2 separate regions of the Mus musculus genome follow, and region 2 is linked to region 1. Evidence: chromatin contacts called from public HiChIP or PLAC-seq data. All regions are on one chromosome and are shown on one strand. The core of a region is the stretch at or near the end of the contact, and the rest is flanking DNA. Distances in the headings are between cores, read along the strand shown. Region 1 overlaps Nudt2 (nudix (nucleoside diphosphate linked moiety X)-type motif 2). Region 2 holds the start of Dctn3 (dynactin 3).

What was found. HiChIP or PLAC-seq counts read pairs in DNA pulled down with a chosen protein or histone mark.
Region 2: an H3K4me3 HiChIP or PLAC-seq map of forebrain shows a contact between it and region 1, with 4 times the contacts expected there. The contact joins the promoter of Dctn3 here to the enhancer-like site in region 1. A contact is called at or near these places in 18 of 39 promoter capture datasets (the 3T3-L1 cell line, 3T3-L1-derived adipocytes, the C10 cell line and 11 more), 17 of 484 Hi-C or Micro-C datasets (CD4 T cells, the G1E-ER4 cell line, the N1E-115 cell line and 11 more), 24 of 115 datasets of contacts at active chromatin or transcription factors (the 230-238 cell line, the NIH/3T3 cell line, VIP interneurons and 15 more) and 3 of 9 other capture datasets (adipose tissue, liver and pancreatic islet).

The regions. Positions count from the first base shown.
Region 1 is chr4:41,480,307-41,483,244 of GRCm38.p6, reverse strand. Nudt2 (nudix (nucleoside diphosphate linked moiety X)-type motif 2) reads right to left here. Exons shown (of 3, transcript NM_025539.2): 3 at 2,319-2,938. The coding sequence ends at 2,683. Among named protein-coding and RNA genes, the nearest start is that of Nudt2, 17 kb to the right of the region's middle. Within about 2 kb of position 1,509, at least 64 of the 459 cell types and tissues checked have an H3K27ac peak or open chromatin away from gene starts, as enhancers often do. A contact at or near this core is called in 3T3-L1-derived adipocytes, adipose tissue, cerebral cortex and 4 more, where this site is marked.
Region 2 is chr4:41,721,715-41,724,652 of GRCm38.p6, reverse strand. Dctn3 (dynactin 3) reads left to right here and starts at 1,490. Exons shown (of 7, transcript NM_016890.4): 1 at 1,490-1,618. The coding sequence starts at 1,523. It overlaps Arid3c (AT rich interactive domain 3C (BRIGHT-like)), which reads left to right. Exons shown (of 8, transcript NM_001017362.2): 8 at 320-817. The coding sequence ends at 420.

The DNA of each region.
Region 1 (2,938 bases), core at 260-2,759:
TTGCGAGAGCAAAAAGTGCTCTTACCCTCTAAGTCATCTCTCCAGCCCACTGTATCTATGCTAACAGAGCACTCTGTAAGGACCAGAAGCACATCTCCAGAACGGTACGATATTCTAGTTGACAATGATGGGATGAATGCGTGTGGGCGTGGGCATGTCACGGCATGTGTGCAGACATCAGAGGACCAGTTTTAGGGATCGGTTCTCTTCTTCCCCCTGGAATCTGGGGATCAAGCTCAAGTTGTTAGGCATGCACAGCAAGCGTTTGAAACGCTGAGGCATCTCGGCCACTCTATGTAAGATATTCTAAAGGGGTTTCCCTGTGGCACCTTAGGCTCAAAGCTTCCCACATATAGACAACTTCAATGACAAAGGGCCACTGACTGTCCTTCCTCCTCTCCACGTCCTCCTTACTCTGTGTCTACTGTTTTAGTTTCCTTCTTCCTTCCTTCCTTCCTTCCTTCCTTCCTTCCTTAAAAATTAAACAAATTGCCGGGCAATGGTGATCCCGTACCTTTAATCCAAGCTCTTGGGAGGCAGAGGCACAGGCAGATCTCTGTAAATTCAAGGCCAACCCAGTCTACAGAGTGAGTACCAGGACAGCCAGGGTTACACAGAGAAATCATGTCTCAAAACAAAATAATTTTATGTGTATGGGCATTTTCCTATATGGATGTCTGTGTGCCATGTCCAGAAGAGAGCATCCAGTCCTTTGGAACTGGAATTGCAGTTGGTTGTGAGCCACCATGTAGGTGCTGGGACTCAAACCTATGTCCTCTGGAAAAGCAGGCAGTGACTTTTGTTTATTTATTTATTTTTTAAGATTTATTTACGAGTACACTGTAGCTGTCTTCAGACACACCAGAAGAGGGCATCGGATCCCATTACAGATGGTTGTGAGCCACCATGTGGTTGCTGGGAATTGAACTCAGCAATGCTGGAAGAGTAGACAGTGCTTTTAACTGCCGAGCCATCTCACCAACCATTTTTGTTCCTTGTAGCTCAGACTGGTCTTGCACTCTCAGCAATGCTCCTGCCTCAGCCTCTAAAGTGCTGAGCCTCAACAGGCGTATGACACCCGTGTCACCCATCATAAATTCTCCCATGCAATAAAAAGCGAACAGCAAAATCAGGTCATTTTCAGTCCCTTGCAACTTTGATGTGTGAGGTTTTACACTTTTCAGATCCCAGCCTCCCGTTCTAAGCGCACAGGGCTGACTGGCCGGCCAGTCCTTGTTAGGAGGCAGCCTGCCTGTGGTTTGGCACTACTGCCCAGCAGGCATTTATTAAATCAGTGGGATGTGGTCCCTGCTGGCCTGGAAGGGAACATTAAGCTCCAAAAACTTCCTGCAGCAGGCCTCCTCTGGAGAGCGCTGCTCAAAGGGGTGAGGAACAAACCATTTAGGTCCCTGGCTGTGCTCCAAGATCTGTTCACGAGCACTGCCCAGTCTACGGAGGATCAGTGACTGGAAACATCTGGAAGCCTGCTTAAGACCGGGTGACTGGTCTCCCTTTGGGGTGGCTGCTCTTGACTCTGTAATCCAGGCTGACCTTTGCCAATGCCCCTTCCCCTCCAATCTTCTGCACTTCGTTGGGCAACAGCCCTCTAATAAAATCCACATGAACCTGGCTGCTAGCGGCTTCTGGAAGGGCTCTAAGATCTAACGCCTGCCTCAGCGTTCCTTGAGCCCGAGTAGCAAAACAACAGAAGGCTGAGACCAGATTCTTGCACCTCGGGGTCTTACAGCGGTGCTGCGGGGAAAGCCAGTAGGTGGGGGTTAGGAAGGAACAGCAATGCAAAGTCTGCTGAGCCCGGGGAGAGTCGTTCTGGGTATAGGTGTAATGACATAACCTAGGCAGAGCCCGTGAACATGGGCATGCCTATTCTCTACTTCAATCATGCTGACCGGGAGACAGCCCAGGATAAAAGGTGAGGGTGCAGTGCTAAGGGTTGGATCTGAAACACTCCCCAGGCCCCTATAAAAGGGTGCTGGAGAGAGATCTGAATAAAACGCTCAATTCCTGCACTCCAGTTCTATGGCTTGGAGATTCCAACTCTACGGGTCTGTATGCGGGGGAGGAGATGCACAGAGTTGCAGAAGCAGAGGGGTTACCCTCCATGTGCTGGGTTTCTTCCAGTCTCGTGCCCGAGCCCTTAGCTTTTTGGGGTATAGTATTTGGACATACAGTTTCCTATAGTTTACACACTCGGAATGGCCAAGTGGTCTAAGGATTCCCTTTGGTTACATCTAAAGCTCTGACTCATTTCAATTTTCTTTTCCTCAACCAATGGCGTGAGTCCAAGAAAGCATCACAGGTTGAAAGGGCATGTACGTTGCTTCCAGTTTATTTATAAATGACAAAAGACATACTTCGGGGCTGTCATTTAAAAAACCGTACCCCTCCTTTGTTTTTTAACTTAGCTAAAATTCTTGCTTTGAAAGTAATTATTTTAAAGTAAAATCCTTGCTTTACTTTTTAAAGTCATTATTTTCTATGCTAGGGATTGAATCCAGGGCTTCCTTGCTGTCACCTGAGAGTGCCGAGTTAATTTTAATTTCACTAACCTATCTGCTCTTGGTTGTTAACAAGCCATGACCCGTGCATCCTTCCCTGGATGGAAGGGTGGGTTTATCTTGAAAAACCCTTAAGGATGCAATGGAAGCATTTGTTCTGGTCAGCTCAGGCCGGTGTGGAGCAGAGAAACTGGTGTCCTTCTTGGAGTGTTGCCTTCATCTCCTTGAACTGAGCCAACTGGCAGGCCTCCTCCAGCCCCAGCCAGCGGTAGGCTTGATGCTCCTGGGAGAGGCGGATCTCTACATTGTAGTCTTTCACTTCTGCCAGCCAGTAAATGACCGTTTTAGGCTTCTGCCTGGCCACGTAATTGAGCTCCCTTCTGAACCCCTCAATGATGGTCAGTTGGCTTGCTTCTATGCCT
Region 2 (2,938 bases), core at 241-2,740, 240 kb before region 1:
TGGGGGATTTTAGATTTTCTCTATGAGCATGACGTTCAGGAGTATCTGAACTTGCTTGGGGGTTTAGAGGATTGTTACATTAAAATGGATTCAAGAGTTTGTCTACAAGGCATGGGGTCCCAGCATGGTCTATGCAGCATGGTTGCCATGGGATGTCTGCTTTGTCACAGATCTGTGAGTATTTATTGCGCACCTACTTCAAGCTACCCACAACGGCATAGGAGCTTCTCACTGGTCAGAGGGACTTGTCCGTGCTTTGTGGGAGTCCCACATTCTCTCGTTTATTTTTTAATTTTACATCTCTTATACCCTTTATCAGGTATCCTCTTTGCTCGACGCCAACCTGTGCCAGCTTCCTTGGGTCCAACCAATCCTCCACCTCTACCCTCTACAGGGCCCCCTTCCAGTACCTTGCCCTGAAAGCAGCTACTGAGAACCAAGAGTCCCAATATCATTGCTTAGGGGGGGAGAAGGCACCCTCCTACCTTGATTCTTTCAGGATGTGACGCCCACTCTGGGATCCAGTCCTGGTTGATGTCAGCATGCCACCTCCACACCAAAGGGATTTATATTACGTTCCATCTACCTCACCGTAAAAGGCAGACACTGTCTCCCTAGCTAATTTCAGCAGCATCTACCAAAGAGCTTTCCCCCGAGAACCCCTATCACTCCGTCATGTAACCCCTATGTCAGTGTCACCTTTGGTACCCCACCTCTTTGAGTCAATTCTGCTCCTTTTCAGGAAGCAGGTGAAGGATTGGATTTGAATGTGAAGATGTCCCTTGGGTTGCATCTGGAAAATAAAATTGTACTTCCCGTGTCTCCTGTGCCTCCTCTTCTTGCTTGGGTCTGGGAGGTGGGGGATCCACAGACTACATTGAGCTGTCCAAGTGGAAGCAGAAGAACAAAGCTCTGAGAGAATAGAAGAGCACTTTTTTTTGAAGGGAAGCAAGCTTTCTCTACATTGTTCCCTGACTGGTCTTGAACTCACTGTGTAGAGCAGGCTGGCCTCAAACTTACAGTCATCCTTCTGTCTCTCCTTTCTCTCCTAGCACCACCACACAGAGCGCGGTCACAAATCAGACTGTTTGGGTGTACGTCCTGACAACAAGAGGCTTACGTACAAATCACTTGATCTTTAAAAGATTCCAAAAATGTATGGTGTCTCTCCCAAGAAGCTGCCTACTGATCTATGGGTATAAACCTATCTTGGAATAATAGGTATATTTATACGCTAACTCTCAGGGAATGGGGGAGGGGAGGAAATCTCTTCGAATCTTGGATTTAGAGCACTAAAAGTCTTGACAACCAAGTCCTGGAAACCAGGGTAGAACTAGGACCCAGAACGTTACCTAGGTAACCAGATTGCTTTGACATCGGTTATTTCCGACATCCAAAGCCTAAACAGTGACGTCACTTCCTACAAGGCGTGACGGTGCTCTCGGATTGGCCAGTCTTCTTATTTAGGCGGACGTCCCACCCTCAGGCTGTTCCGGGTTGCTGCGGCCAGGCTGCAGAAACGATGGCGGCTCTGACCGATGTGCAGCGGCTACAGTCTCGAGTGGAGGAGCTGGAGCGCTGGGTGTACGGGCCGGGCGGGACCCGAGGCTCCAGGAAGGTGAGGGGTCCGGTCTATTGATCCGTTTGTGGGGCAGAGCGGGACAGGAGCGGTCCACTGGCCCTGCCCTAGGGTCGGATGCTACCACTTCTGTCAGGTCGTCCTCAGCCCAGGCTCTGAAATAAATAACAAAGATCTAGAACCTCCTGGTACCAATCGGACCCTTGAGGTCCGTTCCCGAGGGGATTGGGATGGGGGAGATGCTTAAGCCTTTTTAAGATGGGTTCGGTGACAACTTTCACAAAAACTCCGCGCGCTCACAGGCGTTCTAAGGAGACCAGACGCATTTAAAAATTGATTAATGGGAGTTTCAGTAAGAGCTGAAGCCCGCAGTGGAGTGTCATCCTAGAGCCATGCAAAATTAATTGCTAAATGAATTACGCGTAGACAGGAGTCCTAGAGGAGGCAGAGCACAGGTGCTACAGGCTCCAAAGGGTGAGCGGTGAGGTCTGAGCAGGCCCAGAAAAGGAAGATTAGTAATTGAGCCCTAAGTGTCCAGATGTGGGCGAACATCGTGTCTGAATTTTGACAAAAATTTAGAGGTGCCCTAAAATCCCTTTTTACGATGTTGAAACCATTTACTGGAGCGCTTCTGGTAGAATTAAGAATGTTCTGGAACAAAGGTAATGATGTGTCTCTGTATTTTTTTGTAAAATTGTCACCAGCACATTCTGTTCCAGTTTGAGAACCAACTTTTCGAAACACTCTCCCCCTTTGGCATCTATTTGTGTGCCTTCCCTTGTGTGTTAGTCCCTTAAATATTAGTATTCACCTTTTACACAAGCCTTGAGTGAAGTCGTTCATTTCCTCAGCCTCCGGCTCCAGCTGACTCTTGACTGTTAGAATCCTAAGTCCTAGGCAGGCTCGTTCACTGCCGTGATTTCAGTTACTCATTTCACGTCTTTATGTTTCCAGTGTGTAGCTCTGTTTCAGACTTTCCGAGAACCCGATTGATCTTTGTCTACTGGTCTCCTCCACTGGGCTATCCCGCAGACATCTTAAGCTCAAACCCTTAACTACTAACTGTATTCTGCCTCTAAACTGATTCTCTTCTGTATTCTCTACGATGGGGATTGCACTGTCTTTGGGATCCCAGAGTGTTCCGTCTCCTGTACTAGACTTGATGTGGAGGGTATGAGGCTAGAGCTAGGCCAGCCAGTTCGTTCCCCAGCCTTGAGCTAAGAAAGACCTGGGTGAGGGTATTTGCATATATCATGCCCAAATATAGGGGTTAGGAACCAGGAAATATATAGTATGTAAGGATGCCCCATTAAAGCCTAAATTAGTTTATTATCTCCCCAAGCAGACAAATACTCACAC